Linked DNA regions of Mus musculus: regions 2, 3, 4, 5 and 6 are each linked to region 1. The links are chromatin contacts, called in public ChIA-PET, Hi-C, HiChIP or PLAC-seq, Micro-C and promoter capture Hi-C maps. All regions are on one chromosome and are shown on one strand. Each heading gives the region's core, a stretch centred on a gene start, on an enhancer-like site or on the middle of the called end of the contact. The rest is flanking DNA. Distances are from core to core; before and after follow the strand shown. Region 1 holds the start of Mtmr3 (myotubularin related protein 3). Region 2 overlaps Nf2 (neurofibromin 2). Region 3 holds the start of Cabp7 (calcium binding protein 7). Region 4 overlaps Hormad2 (HORMA domain containing 2). Region 5 holds the start of Hormad2 (HORMA domain containing 2). Region 6 overlaps Nf2 (neurofibromin 2).

The links. A called contact is a pair of places that touch in the nucleus more often than the background predicts. ChIA-PET counts read pairs in DNA pulled down with a chosen protein or histone mark. HiChIP or PLAC-seq counts read pairs in DNA pulled down with a chosen protein or histone mark. Capture Hi-C pulls out chosen DNA fragments and counts their contacts.
Region 2: a contact with region 1 is called in an RNA polymerase II ChIA-PET map of memory CD8 T cells, with 6 read pairs. The contact joins the enhancer-like site here to the promoter of Mtmr3 in region 1. A contact is called at or near these places in 1 of 39 promoter capture datasets (the C10 cell line), 1 of 484 Hi-C or Micro-C datasets (centroblasts), 2 of 115 datasets of contacts at active chromatin or transcription factors (embryonic stem cells and memory CD8 T cells) and 2 of 9 other capture datasets (adipose tissue and pancreatic islet).
Region 3: a contact with region 1 is called in a Micro-C map of embryonic stem cells, with 3 times the contacts expected there. The contact joins the promoter of Cabp7 here to the promoter of Mtmr3 in region 1. A contact is called at or near these places in 6 of 39 promoter capture datasets (embryonic stem cells, hippocampal neurons, liver and 3 more), 3 of 484 Hi-C or Micro-C datasets (the HL-1 cell line, embryonic stem cells and nephron progenitors), 5 of 115 datasets of contacts at active chromatin or transcription factors (the HPC-7 cell line, embryonic stem cells and pancreatic cancer cells) and 3 of 9 other capture datasets (adipose tissue, embryonic stem cells and pancreatic islet).
Region 4: a contact with region 1 is called in a Hi-C map of CD4 T cells, with 2.8 times the contacts expected there. The contact joins the enhancer-like site here to the promoter of Mtmr3 in region 1. A contact is called at or near these places in 1 of 39 promoter capture datasets (the 3T3-L1 cell line), 2 of 15 datasets of contacts at CTCF or cohesin (CD8 T cells and the NIH/3T3 cell line), 4 of 484 Hi-C or Micro-C datasets (CD4 T cells, the N1E-115 cell line, Th1 cells and 1 more), 3 of 115 datasets of contacts at active chromatin or transcription factors (CD8 T cells, embryonic stem cells and memory CD8 T cells) and 3 of 9 other capture datasets (adipose tissue, embryonic stem cells and pancreatic islet).
Region 5: a promoter capture Hi-C map of adipose tissue shows a contact between it and region 1. The contact joins the promoter of Hormad2 here to the promoter of Mtmr3 in region 1. A contact is called at or near these places in 15 of 39 promoter capture datasets (the 3T3-L1 cell line, 3T3-L1-derived adipocytes, the HPC-7 cell line and 10 more), 2 of 15 datasets of contacts at CTCF or cohesin (CD8 T cells and the NIH/3T3 cell line), 5 of 484 Hi-C or Micro-C datasets (the Ba/F3 cell line, the N1E-115 cell line, Th1 cells and 2 more), 3 of 115 datasets of contacts at active chromatin or transcription factors (CD8 T cells, the HPC-7 cell line and embryonic stem cells) and 3 of 9 other capture datasets (adipose tissue, embryonic stem cells and pancreatic islet).
Region 6: a contact with region 1 is called in an H3K4me3 HiChIP or PLAC-seq map of bone marrow-derived macrophages, with 2.5 times the contacts expected there. The contact joins the enhancer-like site here to the promoter of Mtmr3 in region 1. A contact is called at or near these places in 7 of 39 promoter capture datasets (the 3T3-L1 cell line, the C10 cell line, cranial neural crest and 3 more), 1 of 15 datasets of contacts at CTCF or cohesin (the NIH/3T3 cell line), 8 of 484 Hi-C or Micro-C datasets (the N1E-115 cell line, Th1 cells, Th2 cells and 5 more), 11 of 115 datasets of contacts at active chromatin or transcription factors (CD8 T cells, the HPC-7 cell line, the SCID.adh cell line and 6 more) and 3 of 9 other capture datasets (adipose tissue, liver and pancreatic islet).

What each region holds. Positions count from the first base shown.
Region 1 is chr11:4,593,472-4,596,957 of GRCm38.p6, reverse strand. It overlaps Mtmr3 (myotubularin related protein 3), which reads left to right and starts at 2,168. Exons shown (of 19, transcript NM_001373897.1): 1 at 2,168-2,355.
Region 2 is chr11:4,783,491-4,787,057 of GRCm38.p6, reverse strand. Nf2 (neurofibromin 2) reads left to right here. Exons shown (of 17, transcript NM_001252250.1): 14 at 2,495-2,622. Among named protein-coding and RNA genes, the nearest start is that of Cabp7, 38 kb to the right of the region's middle. Within about 2 kb of position 2,212, at least 43 of the 459 cell types and tissues checked have an H3K27ac peak or open chromatin away from gene starts, as enhancers often do. A contact at or near this core is called in centroblasts and memory CD8 T cells, where this site is marked.
Region 3 is chr11:4,745,593-4,748,775 of GRCm38.p6, reverse strand. It overlaps Cabp7 (calcium binding protein 7), which reads left to right and starts at 1,597. Exons shown (of 5, transcript NM_138948.4): 1 at 1,597-2,157. The coding sequence starts at 2,049. Gm35102 (a long non-coding RNA gene) reads right to left here and starts at 2,950. Exons shown (of 4, transcript XR_003949631.1): 1 at 2,198-2,950; 2 at 1,291-1,458; 3 at 952-1,004; 4 at 1-847.
Region 4 is chr11:4,420,810-4,424,227 of GRCm38.p6, reverse strand. Hormad2 (HORMA domain containing 2) reads left to right here. Exons shown (of 11, transcript NM_029458.1): 6 at 2,619-2,639. Among named protein-coding and RNA genes, the nearest start is that of Hormad2, 19 kb to the left of the region's middle. Within about 2 kb of position 1,532, at least 62 of the 459 cell types and tissues checked have an H3K27ac peak or open chromatin away from gene starts, as enhancers often do. A contact at or near this core is called in CD8 T cells and Th1 cells, where this site is marked.
Region 5 is chr11:4,439,357-4,443,029 of GRCm38.p6, reverse strand. It overlaps Hormad2 (HORMA domain containing 2), which reads left to right and starts at 1,948. Exons shown (of 11, transcript NM_029458.1): 1 at 1,948-2,153.
Region 6 is chr11:4,824,687-4,827,852 of GRCm38.p6, reverse strand. All of the region lies in intron 1 of Nf2 (neurofibromin 2), which reads left to right. Among named protein-coding and RNA genes, the nearest start is that of Nf2, 23 kb to the left of the region's middle. Within about 2 kb of position 1,487, at least 64 of the 459 cell types and tissues checked have an H3K27ac peak or open chromatin away from gene starts, as enhancers often do. A contact at or near this core is called in CD8 T cells, the NIH/3T3 cell line, Th1 cells and 2 more, where this site is marked.

The sequences.
Region 1 (3,486 bases), core at 919-3,418:
TTTTTTCCTGCTTGTTAAAAATAGGGCCTGGTGTGCGCTCAACACACACGCTGTATCCTCAGCCCCTACAAAGGGAGTTTTCCAGGCCATGCAGAGTTTGCTCTTTTGTATTTAGAGACAATTTCCTAATATCTGCCTTCCAGGCTTCCAGGAGTGGAGAGGAAGGGAAGTATGATGTGCACAGATGTCCCTCAACATCAGATCACTTGAGTTCAAACTCTGGCCTTCTTGTTTCATCTACATCTAAGGCTGAAGTGGTTTGGTGCAAGCTAAAAGATTCGGTGCACACCATGAATTCAAGGGTACAGTAAAATTTCTTCAAACATTTTAAATACTGGTCGAGGATTCAGTCAAAGATTTCCTTTCTCACTCCAGATCAAAAAGCAAATTGTTATTGTTGATAAACAGAGAGGCAAGCGACAAGCTGATCCATGTGCTCTTTCCATGTGGACTGTGGGAGCTGTGGGATTGGTGGAGCAGGTGTGAATTTCCTGTTGCCTGAGTTGTTTACCTGGAGCCACTTTATCAGTGTCCAGCCATCCAGCAGGGATTGTCCTGGCAGTGAAGTGCTAGCTCCAGTTCAGGTTCCCCACTGCTGGCAGTCTGTCTGTCTACTCTGTGTGTCCTGTTGTCCATCTATTTGATGCTCTATTTTTTTTTCTTGTCCCACAAAGGCCATGAGAATATACACAAAGGGAAACCAGGACAGTGGATTATAAATGAAAGTGTATAGTTTACTGCTATCACTACCAAAAGATTTTTTTTTTTGACCCAAGAGGTGCAATCATTGTACTTCCAATTTAGCCTGTGCTTTTCTAGTGAAGGTGAAAACGGAGACACAATCAGCTGCATTGAAGAGGAGGAAGACAGGTCCTTGGAGGGCGGTGGGAAGTCTTTGCTAACTGATCTGTGATGTAGTGCCTTCCTTGACCTTCCTTGAGATTCTGTGATGTGGTGGGTAGCCCAGAGAGTAATAGGACAGTTTGTGTTGTTATCTGGGCCTGGGTTTGAAGTTTAAGTTAAATTCAACTTATTCTGGGTTTTACTTTTTTTTTGTTTGTAAAATAAAGATAGGCCTGACCATTTATGAAGATTCAACTAGATAAATATAAACACTTGCTCTTCCATAATTAGGAGATTTGTCTGGCTATTGTGTTGTGCAATTTTAGGTTCTGGAGACATAATGACAAATAAGACAGCATCCTTTTTTTCTAATTATTCTTAAACTCCAGTGGGGGCAGAGAGGCAATAATGTTGAATACAAAGAAACAAATAATGGGGGGGGGGAGATAAACAATTTAACAAATACAGGGATAAATTTCATTTACTTGTCTTCTGATAAAAAATCAAGGTCATGTTAAAATTCATCTAAGGAAGTGAAATATCTTTGAGGATTTGTTAGGACCTAAGCCAGTAGATCTCAACCTTTAAACGCTGTGACTTTAATATAGTTCCTCACGTATGCTGACTCCCAACTTACTTTCCTCGCTAATTTATAACTGTAATTTTCTACTACCATGAATCATAATGTAAATATCTGAGGTTCAGGATATTTGAGACCCCGAGGACTGCTGACCTAAAATAAGGTATTACAGTGTTAGACTATGGGGCTCTTCTGGAGGCCAGTCAAAGTAGGGATTCTTTTCCCCCTTGCTTTTCTTTGAGCACTGAGGTTTTTTTTATTAGGAGCTGGCGTTGAGGCAGTTTGAACTTGTATTCTGGGCATAACTTATAGCACACTATATTTACATGCACGGTATTAAGTTAGTTTTATATTGACTATACTTGCTGGGGATATAATATCACTACTGTTCTTAGTTTTAATAGAAAGTAGAGTAAGCTGAAGTGCTGTCTTGGTCCATTAAGTTGGAAAAGAAGCCTGAAAAATCTTTCTAAACCTTGTTTTTCTTTTTCTTAATTCGTAACGGTTTATTTATTCACTTCTCATTTTTCTTTTCTTCCTCCTGACGCTTCTCTGCAGCCACAGTCTGGTGACTTGCAGCCCCGCCCACATCCTGGGGCGTGACCAACGAGCCAGGCCCCGCCCTCGCCCATCCCGTGACGGCCAGTCTTCCCCCCCGCCCCCCATCCCACAGCGGACAGCGCGCCGGAGCGTGCGCGCGCGCCCCCGCTCTCAGCTCCGATCGGTCTCGGGAGCGCGCTCTGTGTGGCCGCTGCCGCCATGTTGTTGTGGTTGTGAGAAGGCGGCGGCGGCAGCGGCGGCGGCGGCGGCGGAGCAGCCGGCGGAGACGCTCCAGCGGCCCAGGCGCTGGCCCCCGCCGACCCTGGCTGGCAGCCTCCTGGGGTGGCGGAGGAGGCCCTGCGGTGGCGGGCCTCGCCATGTCCTGCCGCCTGGTAAGAAGCCCACCCTCCGGCTCTGGTGGCGAGGAGGTGCTGGAGGAGGGGCGGACCTGGGCCGAGTGCGGCGGCTGTCACCGGCCGGGGAGGCGGCGGCGGGCCGAGGGCTGGGTTGGCCGCGGCCTCCCGGGGCAAGCTCTCAGAATGGAGCACCGAGGCCCGGTCGGGCGAGTCGGGGGAGGCGGGGTCGCCGAGCTCGGCGGCCATCCTGAACCTGGCGGTGGGTAACACTCGGAGTGTTGGGAGCTGCGGCTGGGGCGCCCTGGAAAACGCTCCCGGGCCTCCGGGAGGTGAGCGTGTGGCCCGAGGCCCTGGTCGAGACCGTGGGAGTCCTTAGTGGCGAGAGGCCGGAGGTCGTGCTGTTGGAAACCACGGGCGAGCTGTGCGGGCCTCAGCCTAACTGCAGCAGGGCATCCTCCTGACCTGGTAGTGCTTGAAGGGGAACGAAGGTCCAGGGGTGGTTGGAGGAGCTCGGGGAACACTGCTCAAGTAGCTCTGCAAAAGATCAGTATTATTTCTTGGGTTGAAATTGTACTGGATGTATTGCATTTCATGACCCAAGATGGTATTGTTGGGGCCAGAAAACTTATTTCAAAAATTGGAAGTAGAGTTTGCACACTCTGTTAGGCCACCAGGAGTCAGATCATCTCACTTGTGAGTTTTACACACAGGTTTCTGTTAGATATTAATGTTCAGTCATTGTCAGAATGAAGTTTACGTTTTTATTCTTCTTACTATCTTGACATCCACTTGGCTTTTTGACATTTAGGGTCTTTTTTTTTTTTTTTTTTGTATTAAAAGTGCATGTGTTCTTGTAGTGGAGGCTCAGCCTCGTTCCTCTTGTGAACAGTGAGCCGTCAGAAGTTACGATTGAATGGTAGATGGTTCTGTATCAAAATGATCTTGTTTGTGGGGATGTGAAGGAGGCCTTCTTTGAGATTCTGCAATGTTTCTGTGTTTTTTACTTGGAAACCAAATAACATGCGTTGATGGCCAGTGAAAGACTTCTTTTCCATGCTTGACTGAGTAGAAGAGTTTACAGAATGACACCGTTGTGGGTAAACACTATGCAATATGTTATTAAACTAAATTTGGAAGCTTCTAGAAGGTTAGAGTGATTGCCTATGA
Region 2 (3,567 bases), core at 963-3,462, 190 kb before region 1:
TTTGGGACAGGGGGCTGACTTGTACTAAGTGGGATCATAAGTAGACATTGTTCCCCTTCCTTCCCATGCTGCAAACTTGTTCTCTAGCCATATAATATCACCAATTGGAAATCCTGACAGATATGCCCAGATCACAGCCCAGCCTTGGAGGCAGGAAAGGCTTGGCATGACTGACTTCTGCAGAAGAGCAGCGTTCCCTGCCGGGCAGGGAAGAGAGGCTAGAACACTCTGGGCAAAGACAGAGTGTATTCACAGCACAGACACATAACCCATTCACACATAGGCTGCACACACCCTGAGTAGTTGTGTACATGACGAGCACACTGTACACTTGTACACTTGGAACACTCACATGTGGCACAGGTGCATTCAGGACACAGAGGCATAAGAGCCCAGGGTTTGAATTGGGGGAATGTGAGTGGTTTGCTATTGCCATGTGTCCTTGTTATTTATTCCTGGGCAACAGATAACCCCAAACACCATTATTTGTCTCTTGGGCATAGTGTATTAAAGGCACATGTCTTCTCTCAAGATCAGATGGTCACAGTCAGGTGACAGCTGGGACTGTGGCAGTCTGAGCACTCACCTGGACTATATACCTGAATTACCTGTGTCTAAAACAAACAGCCATTAGAGCAGACTTTCAAAGTGCTCTTCTTTTTGCACTTTCCCTTAGCACTGTCTCTCCAGAGGAGCACACTCTAGTTCCTTAATCATATCATGTCAATGGGTGGGTTGTGACTCAGCCAGCCAGGCCCTATAGGTGAGGACTTAGTGTATTTCCTATAGCAGTTTTGAACACAACTGCACTGAACAACAAATTTTTGCACACAGACGTGACAGTTTTCCTAGACCTGTAAGGTCAGATACTCAGTTGTGCCACCTGCCAAAGAGGGTGTGTCAGTTTCTGCTCTCACTAAAAGGGTAACGGCTAGTGTTCTTCCTTTCTGAGAATTTTTCTGCGCTTTTTGGTTTTTTTTTTTGTTTTTTTTTTTTGGTTTTTGAAACAAGGTTTCTCTGTGTAGCCCTGGCTGTCCTGGAACTCACTCTGTAGACCAGGCTAGCCTCGAACTCAGAAATCCGCCTGCCTCTGCCTCCCAAGTGCTGGGATTAAAGGTGTGTGCCACCACTGCCCAGCTCTGAGAATATTTCTGAAGTATAAGGTAAATAGACCTGCCTAGATTATAACTGTCCAGCTTGATGAAGTGTCAACAGAGCAGACTCTCTCATTTACCCAGAATTCAGCCCTGAAAACAGTGTATGTAGGACCTAGATATCCTGCTCAGGGGCACACTTGACAGACTCCATACATCCTACCTTAGACCTCACTGCCATAAATAAAGGCTGAGAGGTTCTGTTCCTTTCCAAACATTGTCCCAGACTCAGTAAAAGATCCTAGGAGGAAAAAAGACATACCCATGAGGAATCTCTGCAGTGTGGAGCTGAGGAAAGGGCGGGGCAGCAGTATGCACATCATGACAGAGAACTGCAAAGGGAATGAGCAGCTGTTTTGTCAGGGTAGAAGGTGAGAGGGCTCGAAGGGCTTTGCTGAGAGACTGGAAGAATTGAGAACTTTGAAAGGGGAATGGAGACCTTGCTGGGCTGCTATGACCCATACCTGCAGTGCTAGCACTCAGAAAGCTACCACAGAAGGCTCACCAGTTTGAGACCAGCTCTGGCCATGTGGCACATCCCTAATGTCACAGAAAATGACAGGGAAGGAGGAAGAGAGAGAAGGAGTGGCAGGGAGGGAAAGAAAGGACACATGCTAAGTGTGGGATAATACGTAGTACTGTTTATGATTTAGCAGGACAAATAATGAGGGACACTAGAGAGGTAGGTAGGGACTGTAGGTTAGGTGACCTTCTGTTCTGGAGTGAAAAGATCCTGAAAACAAGTCAGCTGGTTTCCCCTTTCAAGCACTCTTCTGGCTCTGTCTTTGGAATCTAAGCCCCTTCCATACGAGCAAAGCCTTTGTGACCCGAAGCCAGTCTCTTACCAGTCACCCCACAGGGTACTTGAGATGCCCAGTGCTTTGGATGGATCCTGTCTGCCCTGCCTACCAGCATGCCTCTTGCCTGGCACCTTTCTCCTTTGGCTCATTCACTGATCCCCAAGGAAGCTGTACCCTGGCAGATCCCTCTAACCTCATACGCCCTGTCCCTCCTCTGGCTCATGTTCATCTTACTTAACTATGAGGATTTGCAAATACATCTGCTTCCTGAACAAGACTTTGATCTGCTTAGAGCCAGGAAGCCTGTCTTCCTTCCTGTGTCTCAACTCCTAGCCCAGTGCCTAAATGAGCTTCCTAAATGAGAAGCTGAGTGAAAGTTTGCGTTTGATTCAAGGAACCGTAGAAATGATGAGGTTTGAGGAGAGAAGGGTGACTTGTCTGATTGTGGTTGCTTTGGGACCACTTACCTGGCAGTATTGACTGTAGAGGTCTCTGTCCTGTGTAATTTAAGCATCTTAACAGGAGCTTTCTCACTGACAGCCCATGAACCCAATTCCACCACCACTGCCTCCTGACATACCGAGCTTCGACATTATTGCTGACAGCTTGTCATTTGACTTCAAGGATACGGACATGAAGCGACTTTCCATGGAGATAGAGAAAGAAAAGTATGTACCCTCTGTGGCCTGCTGGGTCAGTCGTGAGCATGAGTGAGTGGATCTGGCCTAGAGTCACAGGTCACAACAGCAGCCAGTCATTACCCCTGCAAAGGTTTGCTTTGTTGTCACCCACTGGAGAACAAAGTTTCTAATTATTAAAAATTAAAGACAACAGATCAAGACAACAGTCAGGGTCCCAGGATAAAACTAACACTTGATTAAGATGGTATCCTGAAATTTATGTTTTATACCTTGTCTGAAAAATAGGACTGGCTTGTATTGAGTCCCAAGTTAAGACTGTTGTTCGCATAGTAAAATACAGTTTTCTTTAGCAGTGGTTCTAGAATGAAGGTAAAAGAAAAAAAAATTCCTAGGCTGAGCAAAGCCGGAGGAGGCCAGGGGAGACGAGTAACCCTATGCTGGTGACCCCGAGCCCAGCCAGATCACAGGCACTTCCGTCACATGCTCTCCCTTCCCTTTGTGGGCAGCAGAAGTGGAGCAGAGATGGACAGGAGGAGTCCCGTTGTGGACGAAATCTTAAGTAAGATCATTCTCATTTCTTGAGCCAGGAGTGAAGAATAGTGCTACAGCTGGCAGAGATCACAGTGATGCCATGGATTGACACCTGTGTCTCCATGTAGCTTTTTGGTGTTTGTCTCATTCACACGAATTAACAAACATCCCACTGGAATCAAAAGCAGGTTTTAGGGACTGGGAATATAGCTTAGTTCATAGAGTGCTTGTCTAACATCCACCTCTAACATAGTGTAAGTCAGGCATGGTTGTATACACCGGTAATCTTAGTACTCAAGAAATACAGGTAGGAGGATCAGAATTTCAAGATTATCTTCAGCTACGTAGCAGATTCACATCTGGCCGGGACTGCTATGAGGCCCAGACTCCAAAAAACATTTTAGTGTTGCAGTTATATAAAGGAAAATAGACTTAGTTTGA
Region 3 (3,183 bases), core at 348-2,847, 150 kb before region 1:
AAATAACATAGAGGCCCTGAGAGGTTAAGGGGTATGGCTAAGGTCCCATTGAAACAAGGTGGTAGATGCAAGAGCCCAGGGCTCGCTGGGTTGGCGGCTAGTTCTTCCTGCGTCACAGCTCTGTTCTATCAGAAATCTTAAAGGAGCATAAGCACCCAGCTGACCTGATGGATGCTCAAGTGCGCAAGAAGAGCTTTGGGGATGGGTGCTTCTCAGGGGCTCTTACGACTCCAACTATAGGTCTGAATAGATAGCAACTGGCCAGAAGCCTGGAACAGACATTCAGATGGGAGCCAGGGTTTGTCTGGCTTCTCTACAGGTTTCACATGCCTATGAGAAACCCAGAGCCCTAGACAAGTCCTAAAGGTTCAGGCCTGCCTTGGCCCAGGGTGGCTGGGGGTGTTGTCTCTCACTGAGCCCCTCTCTCCCGGCGCCAAGACAGGGCTATGATTAATCAGCGACAAAAGCAGAAACAAGCAGAAAAATGTAATCAGCCAGGGAAGGGCATGGCCAGGCTGTGGCAATCAGCTTTCCTGCTGGGGCCTTTGGCTGATTGGACCCAAGGGGGCAGGGAGATAGTTCAGATGAGGGTTCCAGGAATGAGACTGAGGCCAGCTGAGGCCCACCCAGGCCAGGGGCTCACCAGATCCCATAATTGTACACGGAGACACACACATCTGTGCTCGGATACGCATAGCACTCCCAGCCCAAGGGCCTTCGCACCTGCCCACACCTGCTTCCGGGCTTCTGCCCTTCGCTGCCAGCTCACAGCTCACATGTAGGTGGCCGTGCACAGTTCAAACACTCTCATCTGCAAGTGGGTTTGAAAACGTATCTTCACAGTGTCCTGAACGAAAGATGAAGAGAAACGCATGCACATGCTGCCCCCCCCTCCAGACACCTACCCCCACCCCCATAGAACACATGCTAAGGACCGGAGGAAGGTCTAACCTGCAGCCATGTGACCAACAGGCTCTGGGTCGTCTGCCTCCTCCTCATGGCCCCTGGGGACATGAGACAGACCTTGGCTCCTGCTCTGCAAACTGAGAGGCAAGGGCTCAGGAAGGAGCCAGGACAACAGCCCTTTGTGGGATCAAGTCAACTGCTGGTGTCAGCCACAGGCCAGCGGAGTCTCCTGCAGATCTGTGCTTGGCCTCTGCCTGCTGGCCCTGCCTGGTGACCTTGGCCAATGTCCTTTTCTAAGCCTCAGTTTCCCCACCTTGGAGCCTCTCCTGGCACCAACTTGAGGATTACTGGTCCTGAGGACCCTCGCGCCTGGAGCAACCTCACCTTTCTGGGTCTCTAGTCGTTAGTTCTCAGCTCTCCGCTCTCGCTGGGGGAGGGTTAGTGGAGGCAGGTGGGATAGGGGGTACAAGGAACGGCTCCACCCCTGGTCCACACCACCCGGGTCCTGCTGGCTGCTAACGTGGGGTGCGGGAGACAGCAATCCGAAGCAGACTGGGGGAAAAGCAGAGTCGGGGAGAACCAGAGAAGGCGCCCGGGAGGGCTTGGGGTGGCCGCTCAGGGGCCGGCAGCGGGAAGGGGCGGGGGCGGGAGGGGCGGGCGGGGGAGGCGGGAGCGCGGCGAGCGCCGCACAGAGCAAGCGAGCGAGCGAGTGAGGAGTGCAGGCGGCGGCGGCGGCGGCGGTGGCGGCGGCGGCGGTGGCGGCGGCGGCGGTGGCGGCAGCGGCGGGAGCCGGAGCGGCGGGTCGGGCAGCCGCACCAGCGAGCGGACGAGCGGGCGGCGAGCAACGCGGAGCGCGCGGAGGGAGCGCAGCGCGCAGCGGTCCGAGCCAAGAGGCCGGAGCGGCGCCGCCCCCGCCATCCCTGCGAGCCCCCGGCCGGGATCCCAACGAAGGAGCCGGCGGCATGGCCCGACAGCCCGGGGCGCAGGGGCGCTAGGTCCCGGACGGGTGCCCATTGCCTCGCCGCCGCCACTGCGCGCCGCACCGCGCGCACCGCCCGCTCCAGCCGCCCCCGGGGCCGCCGGCGGCCCATGAGCCCCGGCCTCAAAGTTTGCGGCGGGCGGGCGGGCGCGGAGCCTCCAAGATGCCGTTCCACCCGGTGACGGCGGCGTTGATGTACCGGGGCATCTACACCGTGCCCAACCTGCTGTCGGAGCAGCGCCCGGTGGATATCCCTGAGGACGAGCTAGAGGGTGAGTGCCCTGCCGGGACCCCTGCCACGAGCCCTCCTACCTGTGCGCCCTGGTGCCGCGCTGGCCCGGGGAGCCCGGGACCCTGCTGCGCGACTCGGATGAGCGGCTACGCGGGAGGCGGGACGGCCGGGTGGCCCCGGGCGCCGCGGTGGGGGTCGCCGCGGCGCAGGAGCAGCCCGGCCCCTGCCCGCGTGGCCCCCAGCGCTGCGGAAACTTGCGGGGCCCCGCAGCGGGGTCACTGGGCCGCGTGGCCGGCGGTGACGGTGCGGCAAGGCGGCGGGGGCTGAAGTGGAGAGTCCGAGCTGTTGCCCCCCGCGCCCGCCACCGGAGCGTCCGCATCCTGATCCCTTCCGCGGCGCCCGCCCGTGGCTCTGCGCTCCTATTGACATTCCGCTCGTGTCGCGTTGAGAATCCAATCTGCTCCGGCAGTGGGAGAAGGGGAGAGAGGGCGACTGCCCCGCTCTTGCTGGGTGCAGGGCTACCCCCATCCCCTTCTGCGGCCCTGCGAGGGACCCCCCACCCGTGCGCTGCCGAGGCAGCTGGGAGGCGTTGGCGACAACAAGTGGCCGGATTGGGAGGCTCGGTCGCGATAGCAAAAGCCTGGAAGGAAAGGCAGAGGCCGGAACCTAAACCTCCCCCCGACCCTAGTCCCCGTGCCTTTCGGGAATAGGGACCGCACGCAGGCAGTTGGCTATTGAAGATCAGAGCAGCAGGCCGAGGCTGGGGTTCCTGGATTGAGTGTCCTGGGGCGCAGTGAGACCCCTGGGGCCTTCCTAGCTTTTTCTCTGCTGAGATTGGGGGCGGGGGTGTGCTCAAGATTCCCCTCCCCCCAGGCCTCTTGAGGCCCCATATGGAGTGGAGTCGGAGACTCTGAGCTGATGGGAGTCTTGGTCCCTTAGGGTGTTTGTCGGCTGCTGGGGGAGGGGTTGAGATTACCCAGATGATGGGCCTGTCTCCGGTCTCTGTAGTCAAGGGGTCTCAGCTTTGGGGTCCCACTTGGGCTCATAGGAGTGAGTTGGAGTGACC
Region 4 (3,418 bases), core at 283-2,782, 170 kb after region 1:
TTACTCCTTAAAAAAGTTTAGACATTTTATTTTGTAGTGTTTAACAGTATAGCAGTGCTTGCTTTTTTATTTGTTAGTCGATTTTCTTTTATTTTGTCTGTGTCGCCTCACTGTTGTCTCCCTTACAACAAATAGAAACGAAAGCTTCGTTTTCCTTTTTATATACGCATATCTTTTTTAACCACAGAATTTCCTCTGAAGTCACTGGACAAGATCCACAGGATGTGGGTTAAGGAAGACAAGAATCTGGTAGTTAGCACGTTGAACATGTTCTAAATAGCGGTGACTCGGTTTGCAGATGGAAAAGAAGAAATAGTTAAATAATGAAGTTTTACTCTATTTTATTTTGTTAATTATAACTCCTGTGTATAACTTTGAACTTTTAAAAGACACAGCCCAGATTTTAAGTGCGTATGCTCTCTCATGCTTCAGTAGACACGAATGAAGAATGTGAAGAATGAAGGCTCAAGGTCTGGCTGAAGAGATGCGATGCACCTGAATGAAACCCCTGCTCCTATGCTTGCTCCATTCCCCCAAGTCTTCACTCGTCAGCTCCACGTTAAGCTGCAGTGAAGAGGCTTGCCATTGTGTCAGTAATGTAGTCACGGAGTCCCTCACTCCTTCCCACCTTGGGTGAACAGTTACTCACATTCATTCCATTTTGACCCAGGGGACAGAGGGATACAAAGATAAGACAGATCAGGGAAGGGCTTAGAGACATGGCAGGAGGTGAGTGTTGCTCATATGAGGGCTAATGATTGCTAGTTATCTACTGGTTCAGCTGTACCTGTTGCTAAATTATTGGTTGTCTGGGGTCTGGGTTGAGAAAGAGACATTGCAGGATGAATTTGGCTTCTCGGCAGCGCAGCGGGATGGATTAGCCTCGGAAGTACTGAACACCTAGGAACTTTTCATAAGTTCTTTATTGTTACACAAAAAAGGCACTTTTAGCAAGACAATTTCCGCATAGCAAAACCTCTTATCTGATGTAGGAGTTGTGTGAAGGCCGATTACCTAAGCAGTTCAGTCAGGAGATTTCCTGGTTCGCCAGGTATGTCTTGGGACTAAGTTATGCAAAAACTCTGAATCCTTCAGAAGGGCAGCTCCAGAGATCTCAGCTAACCTGATCAAGGCCGTCCACGCGTGACAAGACCCTCTTTCACTCCAGAGATCTCAGCTAACAGTCCTGATCAAGGCCATCCACGCGGTGACAAGACCCTGTTTCTTACAAAGAAGAAAGGAGTGGGGGAAGAGGAAGAGGAGGAAGAGGAATAAAAAAGCAGGTCACTGGTGACGCAAGCCTTTAAACTCAGCACTCAGGAAGTAGAGGCAGGTCTCTGTGAGTTTCAGGCCAGTGGGACCTACTGAGTGAGTTCCAGGACTACCAGGACTGTTATATAGAAACCCTGTCTCAAGAAAACCCAAAGAAACAAAGAGTAGTTCAAGTAAAACCAGGTTTCAAGTAGCAAGTGCCCTTGGAAGATGTCCTGTTGAAGAACATGGTCTTACTAGTTATGAAATTCTGGGTACTTCCCCTATTGCCCCTCTCATCTCTCACAATTCCTGCTCGTGAACCACACTACATTCTTTCAGAAACTGAACTCTGATCATGTTATCCTTTATGCCTAAAAATTTCCCAGGAATTTAAAAAAGTGTTCAAAGCTGTTTGCACGATCGAGCAGGCCTGAATGTCCCTATTGATTTTCTAAGACACCCTCCCTCACTCCCATGCTCAGGCTACACGAAGACTCTCTAGGATGCCAGTATCTTCCACATACTGTTCCTCTTGCTCAAAAAGGTCTGTCCAGACCCTATGCATGGCCTGCCTAGCTCCATCTTGTCCTGCCGCTAAAATTGTCCCTCATTTGAGGGTTCCCCTAACACTTTGTGTTGTTTCTTCACAGCAGACCCTGAGTATAACAGTGTGGCCATGTGATTTTCTTACTGTTAGTTCCCCTTTCTAGTCGGCATGCATCTTGAGATCAGCGGCTAGCCATATTCTTTCTTCTTTTAATGTGACAATAAACTATTAATAGTTTTACTGTGTGGTCATAAAAATCAGTTATAAAGAAGAAAAAAAAAATCAGTTATATGCTAAAATAGCCACAAGGTGGCACTAAAGTTTTAGTCAACTGCTACAGAATTATGGTCCTCACGTTTTATATTTAAGAATTTATCATAGTGTTGATTCTATTTATGTCTGTATATTCAATATTCTTTAAAGCTGAGAGAATGTCTTTGTAGTTTTGTGATGTATAGAGAAAGGCACGAGTTTGTGAGACACATCAGAGTTTCTAAGTTGTTTACCTTGCTTGGTAAATTTTAAAAGGAGTACTTATTAGGGATTCTTGTGGTACATTTAATTTTGAACAATAATGGATTGTTTTGCATATCTTTTGGTTCCCGAATTAGAAAATAAGAAACTTTTTTTTGATAATCCTTCTTTTGTCCCAGTAAAGCCAGTGTTTGTAATAGAAATTGTTTGAATGGGTGAATTAGTTCCTTTTTCTGACCTTCTGAATATTTTCTCTCTGAAGTAATATTTGAATTAGTCTTCATCAGAATTGTCAATACTATAGTACAAACATATAATAACAGAGTTTTCTTTTCTCTTGAAGCTACACATGGCAGTATTAACAGTAAGTACAAACTTAAAGGCCAAGTCTCTGTCTCTGCATGAACTTTTGGCAAGTACAGCATTAAACAGGCATCTTTCCCGCTTCCCCTCGTGAGATTTATGACATTTTAGCATTTCAAAATTGGATATATCAGAACTTAAGATATTATAAATGTTCAGTATATTTCTTTGACATATATATTATTATATGAGAGAACATATCATATGAGAGAATATATCATATTAATGCTTAGGATTTAAATATATTTTTAGATATGTAACAGATCCAAAGTCTTTTGTTTGAAAGTTTTGTGGACTTTTTTTTTGAAGTTTTATATACCCATAGGTATAAAATGATTGTAGAAAATTGAGATACCATTGATAAAACATATTAATTATTTAAATATTTATGACATAACAAGTTAAGAATTTATTTGTACAGCTGGGCAGTGGTGGCACACGCCTTTAATCCCAGCACTTGGGAGGCAGAGGCAGGCGGATTTCTGAGTTCGAGGCCAGCCTGGTCTACAGAGTGAGTTCCAGGACAGCCAGGGCTACACAGAGAAACCCTGTCTTGAAACAAACAAACAAACAAACAAACAAACAAACAAATGAATTTACTTGTAGTTCAGTCATATTAATCAAAAATACTATGCATCAGTTATAAACTTCCTTATATTTAGTGTTCATAGAAAGTTGTAAAGATTCCGAGTTTTTAGTAAAATACGAGCTCATCCTATATCTAGCTAGAAATATGCCTAGCTGGTGCTCGGGACTCAGTTAGCACAGTACAAATTAAAC
Region 5 (3,673 bases), core at 699-3,198, 150 kb after region 1:
CAGAGAGGTCCTCCTGTCTCAACTTCCCTAATGGCTGAGAATACCTGGCACACACCAGCACATTTGACCCACCAATGTTTGTCAAGTGCCTACCATTTGCCAGGTACTATACCGAATATCTGGAGATATTCTGATGAAGCTTGTTTGTTTATCTCACACACATTCTAGATAGAGCAGGTTAAGAAAGAAATGAAACCCATTATTAAATGCCATAAAAGAAATAGAATAATAAAAAAACGTGAGAAAATAGCTCTGTGAATATGTTAGATGGCCATTAGTGTAAAGGCAAGACAGAAGGCCTTTGAACATGGCGTTGATTGGCTGAGCTCAGACTGCAAAGCATATGATAATTAGGTTAGTGTGTGCACATGTGTCTGCAGGCACACAGGCATGCATGCATGTACTGGTCAAATGGACAGAAGCCAGGGTCATTGGGGAAGAGGGAACTTCAGTTAGAGATTGCCTCCATTAGATTGGCCTGTGAGCAAGTCTGTGGGGACATTTTCTTGACTGATGTGGGAGGGCTCAGCCCTCTGTGGGCTGTCCTGTGTTGTGTAAGAAAGCAGGCTGAGCAGGCCTGAGGAAGCAAGGCAGTAAGGAACGTTCTTCTGTGGCCTCTCCTGCAGATCCTGCCTCTAGGTTTCTGTCCTGCTTGAGTTTCTGACCTCTCTTCAAGATGCTGTGTAAGCTGGATGATAAAATATGCCCTTTCTCCCTCCAAGTTACTTTTGGTCATGATGTCTTTACTACAGCAAAGGAAAACAAAGACAGACAGGCAGTATAGAGGGGAGTCTGAGGGTCCAACCAGGAAAGTTAATTCTGAGACTTGGAATGGACCTTTAAAACCAAATAAAAAGTTACTTCTGGAAAGTACAGGATCCAAGCAGAACCTAGTTGGAAGGAGGGACTGCTGGCAGTCTAGAAACCATTTTGATTGTGAAGATTGGAGGGAGGGGCACTAACTATGGCAAAGGTTGAAAAAATCTAAACTATTTTTACCTGGATTGTGGTTTATGTTAGGTCTCAAACCCAGACAAATGGCTGAGGTGCCTATTTAACATATTAAAGCAGACATGGCCACCAGGTTCTCCCAAGCATCTCTCAGTCCAACCAGGGCCTTTCTGTCTGGCAAACCTTGTCCCTACCCTGAACTCTCCACCTACGGGCTGGGGTGCACTTCCCTATATAATCCAACCATTTTGGTTACCCCCCCCCCTTTTATTGCCTCCTGGTCATTGCACCCGGTTCCCCTTCTCCTCTTTCTCATACCTTGCTCCCTCTCCTCACATGGCTCAGGGTCATCATGACCACTCTGGACTCTCCTAGGTGTCTCTGCTTCTGGCTATGTCTCCCTCTTGCTCCCTAGTGTACACACACACACACACACACACACACACACACACACACACACGAGAAAGGCGGGGATGGGGATGGGGGTGGGGCTAAGATAGGTGAAGCACAAAGAAAGGTTAATATAGGCAAGTTTTAGCCGCATAATTAAACACTACAGTAGAAGATTACAGTGGGGTCCAAGTCTAGGAAAGAGACTTGCAAAGCCCCCAGGACTGCAAAGCGCTCTGTTTGAGTCCAGGCCCTCCCAGGCTCCAGCCTCAGATCTTGGAGAACCCCCATCAGGTGTACTGTTCCCATCAGCCATGCCCTGCCTCTCCTCAGTTCTGGTTATGTAGGTGATCCAAGTGGGCGTCCCCTCACAGTCCGCAGTCCTCGAAGGCTCCAGGAGCTCCCCACACCAAGGGAACGCAGGCTCCGCCCACAGCCCGGGTGGGTAGGCTGCCTGCTGCCCTATTTTGCATATTCATGAGGTAGAGCAAGGCCTGCTGAGGGGCCAACCTTAGACTTAGGCATGAGGAGACTCCTGTGGCCCTGGCCGGAAAGTCGTAAAGCCGAGGGGTGGGCTTTGCCAGGAAAAGCCGTTGGCCTCTGCTGAGGTAAAGGCCGAGGGGAAGGCCTCGCCGCGTGTTCACACGCGGGGTCTCCGGAGGAAGGCGTTCGGGTGGGTTCTGGGGTCTTCAAGTTCACACTTCTCTGTTCTTTTTAATTGACTGGGTTCATCTGTGGAACTCGCCAGCCCTCTGAGGAGAAGTGTAATCGTGTAATCGTGGCGGAGGGCCAACGAGGACCGGAAGCTTCAGGTATCATGGTTGCCTACTCTGGACGGTGAAAAACTTCACACGTTAAACAAAGAGCTGGTGGCGATGCGGTGGCGAGGAATGAACTGGTAGACCTTGAATTTCCATCATTTTAATAGCTGAATGATTTAGGCCTTTTTTAAAAGTTGGAACTGGAGATCACTAAATTAAGTGAAATAAGCCAGACCCAGAACGACACATAGTCAGGTTTCCCTAGTGTGTGGAAACCTGATTTAGATGCACATATACATGATAGGAGCATGAATGGGCCGTGTAGTACGTTATCTGCTCACCTAGTGAAAGCAAAGTGTAAGCGTGGTTCTTGCCCCTAAAAGGTGGTAGATTTTATTAGGACGATAGCCTAATTTCTCCTTCATCAGACCATTCATTTCTTGAGGCAAAGACCATATTTAACTTTTTGTAATCCCGTGTTTTACCTGGAACAGTGCAAATTGCACAGTAAACGTTGAATATATGGATTAATGGAACTAGCATGAGAAATATATTTTTAAAAACCAAAGAGCGTGAACAAATACCTAATTAATACAGTAGGAACCGCTTAGTCCGAGCAAGCATGAAGTAGCAGAATTATCAGGGACAAATGGAATTTGTGAAAATGGTGGCTAATAATTTATTGACGTACGCTCAGCAAAAGGTTTAACAGGGAGGACTTGGGCAAACCAAATTCTCTTGCTGATCTTCAATTTTTTTATTAAAATTTGATGGTTTTTGTTCGTGTTTTTTTGTTTTTGCTTTTTGAGTCAGGTCTGTTTGTTTGTTTGTTTTTGTATTTGTTGTTGTTGTTGTTTTGAGACAGGGTTTCTCTGTATAGCCCTGGCTGTCCTGGAACTCACTTTGTAGACCGCCTGCCTCTGCCTCCCGAGTGCTGGTATTAAAGGCGTTTATTAAATCCGGTTTGAGTCAGGTCTTTGTGTAGCCCTGCTGTCCAGGCCTCCAACTCAGAGATTACCTGCCCCTCCCTCCTGAGTACCACCCCAAAGGTGCTCGCCATATAGCCCAGAGCATTTTACTTCTCTCTGTGCACATCTGTGTTTTCATACACCTGGAAATTCGTGTGCATTTGGAGGTCAGATGTTAGTGTCTATTACCTTCTTTGCTTGCTTAGTGTTAAAAAATGGTTTTTATTTGTATTATTATTTTTTAACTTGTATAGGTGTTTTGCTTTATGTATGTGGGGGCCTAGTGCCTACTGAGGGCCGAAGAGGGCATCAACTTTACTGGGTCTGGTGTTGCAGGCAGTTGTGAGCTGCAGGTGGGTGCTGGGAATTGAACCTGTATCCTCTGGAAGATCAGTCTGTGCTCTTAACCACTGAGCCATCTCCCCAGCTCCTTTACCCTTTTTTTTTTTTTTTAAAGACAGGAACTCTCATTGAAGCTGGAGCACTTAAAAAAACAAACAAACATACAAACAAACCTTCAAAAATACCAAGCTCAACAGATATAATTTTACTCTTAATTTAATTCACAATAAGTAGTCACATACACAAAATAGATATAATATA
Region 6 (3,166 bases), core at 238-2,737, 230 kb before region 1:
TTGTCAAATGAGTGATAGTATGGTTAGCTCAATGAGAATTGATGGTGCCCTTTTCCACCTGTCATCCATCACTGTGGTATGAAGTGGGGCCGGGAGGCCTTAAGCAGCACACACTTGAGAATCAAAGGAGGGAGGCAAAGTGAGAATTAAGAAGAGCTACCCCTTATTGAGTGTTTATTTGCTCTGGGCCCAGCACTGTCTTAGTCTTTTTTCAATGTATGAGTGCACTTAATCCTTAGATCAATCTGTTAAGACAGGTTCTGCTTATTCTCCTTGTAAAAGCATAAGGAAGTTCAATAACTTGCCCAAGGTCACACAGCAACAGCACTTGAGATAAATACTGGTGCAGATTAGTCACTTATCTATACCTTTTTGGCTGTTTCCTAGAAAGAAGCCCTGAGATCTTGAGGTATCCAACTTGTGTAATGATTTAACTTGCCTTCTGTATGTCTGTGTTCTATCCTATAGCACTCAGGCTGACATTGAACTCAGTCCTCCTGCTTCAGCTTTTGAGTGCTAGGATTGCAATTGTTGGTGTGTGCCAGTATGTGTAGCTGTAGTTCAGTTCTCATTTTTTTCATATCTGTGTGTGTGTGTGTGTGTGTGTGTGTGTGTGTGTGTCCCAAGTGCAGACACATGCCATCAGGCTGGCATAACCTTTTGTCAACCCCTTCCACCCCAAGACCCAGCTTAGCCAGTGTGTCTCCTTAGTGAAGACCACTTCCCTCAAGTCTCCTGGGCTTGAGAGGAAATCTCTTTCCTCTTGCCACCTGAGGACCTCCTCTTGGTCCTGAGGGTCAAACTCAGGTGATCAATTTGGTGGCAGGGTGCCTTTACCTTAAACCGTTTCACTGGATTACTTTGGTTCTTTTGTAAGTTCAGAAGTATTTTCCAGTAAAACTAAAATACTTCATTTCCCCTAAGAACCCTTTTTGTTCTAGACCTTTGTAGAAACTGTTCTCTCTGTAACACCCTTTCTTGCTGTCTTCTTCAAACCCAATCTTGCTCTTGGCTTCTCTTTTCCACCATGAGTCAGTCTAGATGTCATTTCTGTGAAAAGGGGGTTTTCTTTCTTAGGAGTCCCAACAGTCCCTGGGTATCCCTGTCATATCAATTGTTTCAGTGTTGAAAACCTCACTGTGATGATCATCTGTTCTTGGCTGACTTCTGCTCAAAACTGTAAATGTGAAGACTTGTCCCTTGTTACCATCGATCCTCTGTACCTTAAGCACCCCTGTCCTGGACACACTGTGTGCTCACTGTTTGTCCTAGACACACTGTGTGTTCACTGTTTGTCCTAGACACACTGTGTGTTCACTGTTTGGATAAGGGATGGATATATGGGCTAGCTATGATCTAAGTCTCTGAGCCTTGAGTTTTAATGTCACTTAGTCAGTCATATTAGATGCTGCTGTAGGATGTCTTGTGTACTCTGTGTACTCTCCATTGGTCACTGGGGATGATGACTAATGCCATTCCTAGTTAGAGATGCCTACAGTCTACAGAGATCTTCCAATGACAGTGAGTCATCTGAGCATCAGCATAGTGCAGTACCAGACAGGGAAATAATCATGCTCAGGCAAATCGATTTGTACCAAGAAGGCCAAGCATCTCTTCCACAGCAACTCGACAACTCTCTAGACCACCTCTGGCCAACAGTTCTTGTTTGTACAGAAACAGAAATTCAAAAAAGGAAGATAAAGGAGATCTTATACATTTGAGAAAGAACATGTTGAAAAGCAATGCCTTTTATAGGTGGAGATTAACCAAACAGAAAACTTGTAGGTCTTTTTGTTTTATTATTGTTGTTTTTGAGTCTCTGTGTATAGTCAAAGCTCACTTCCTCCCTCGACCTCTCAAGGGCTAGGATTCCAGGTGTAACCCAACATGTCTGGCAAAACAAACAAACAAACAAACACAAACACCAAAACAAAACTTACTAGACAAAATATTTTCTTTTGTTTTGGAATGAGGTCCCACTATACTACCCTGAACTATCTTGAACTCCTGGGCTTAAGTAATCTTCCTGTCTCATCTGAGAATGTTTTGTTTTATAAGTGAAGGTCTTTTAAATTTTTTTTTTTTCTTTTTCGAGACAGGGTTTCTCTGTGTAGCCCTGGCTGTCCTGGGACTTAATTTGTAGACCAGGTTGGCCTTGAACTCAGAAATCTACCTGCCTCTGCCTCCCAAGTGCTGGGATCAAAGGTGTGCGCCACCACTGCTCGGCTTTAATTTTTTAAAAAATTTAAATTTATTTACTTTATGTCTGTGTGGGAGCCCATATATGAAGATCAAAGGATTAGTTGTGGGATTAGCTCTCTTCTACTGTCTTAGTTAGGCTTTTACTGTTGTGAACAGATGCCATGACCAAGGCAGCTCTTATACTGACATTCAGTTGGGCCTGGCTTACGGTTCAGAGGTTCAGTCCAGTATCATCAAAGCAGGAGCATGGCAGTGTCCAGGCAGGCATGGTGCAGGAGGAGCTGGTTCTGAGCTTCATCTGGAGGCCACTAGGAGAAGACTGGCTTCCAGGCAGCTAGGAGGAGGGTAATAAAGCCCACAGTGACACACCTACTCCAACAATAGTGACACTCTCACTCCCTGGGTCAAGCATATACAAACCATCACACCTACCTTGTTGTCCCAGAGAAGGAACTGGGGTCTTTAGCTTTGTGGCACATGCAGCTGAGCCAGCTCCTAGCCCAGAGAGCTTGAAGCTTAAATGTCTTTAAGGCATCTCTACCTTGCTTGCTGTGGGTTTTGGTTTTGGTTTTGTTTTTGAGACAAGGTAGACTTGGTTGACTTGGAACTTACCATCTAGACCAGGCTGGTTTTGAACTCAGAGATCTGCCTGCTTTGGCGTTCCAAGCTGGGATTAAAGGTACATACTACCAGGGTACTTGCTTTCTTTAGGCAGCTTGTCTAAAACTCAGTTGCTCATCTCTTTCCCCCAAACGTGTTGCTTTTTCTGTGTTCCTTCTCTCTTTTCCCTGCGATACCAGGTGTTCACGCTGGAAATGAAGGTAGGTGTCCTTTTTAAATTTTTCTCCTTCTAGCCTGTTTAAATGTTGTTCTGGGGCTGCCTCCTTTCCAGTCCCAGGCTATTTCTCTCCTACTGCCTTTTTTTTTTTTATTAGGTATTTTCCTCGTTTACATTTTCAATGCT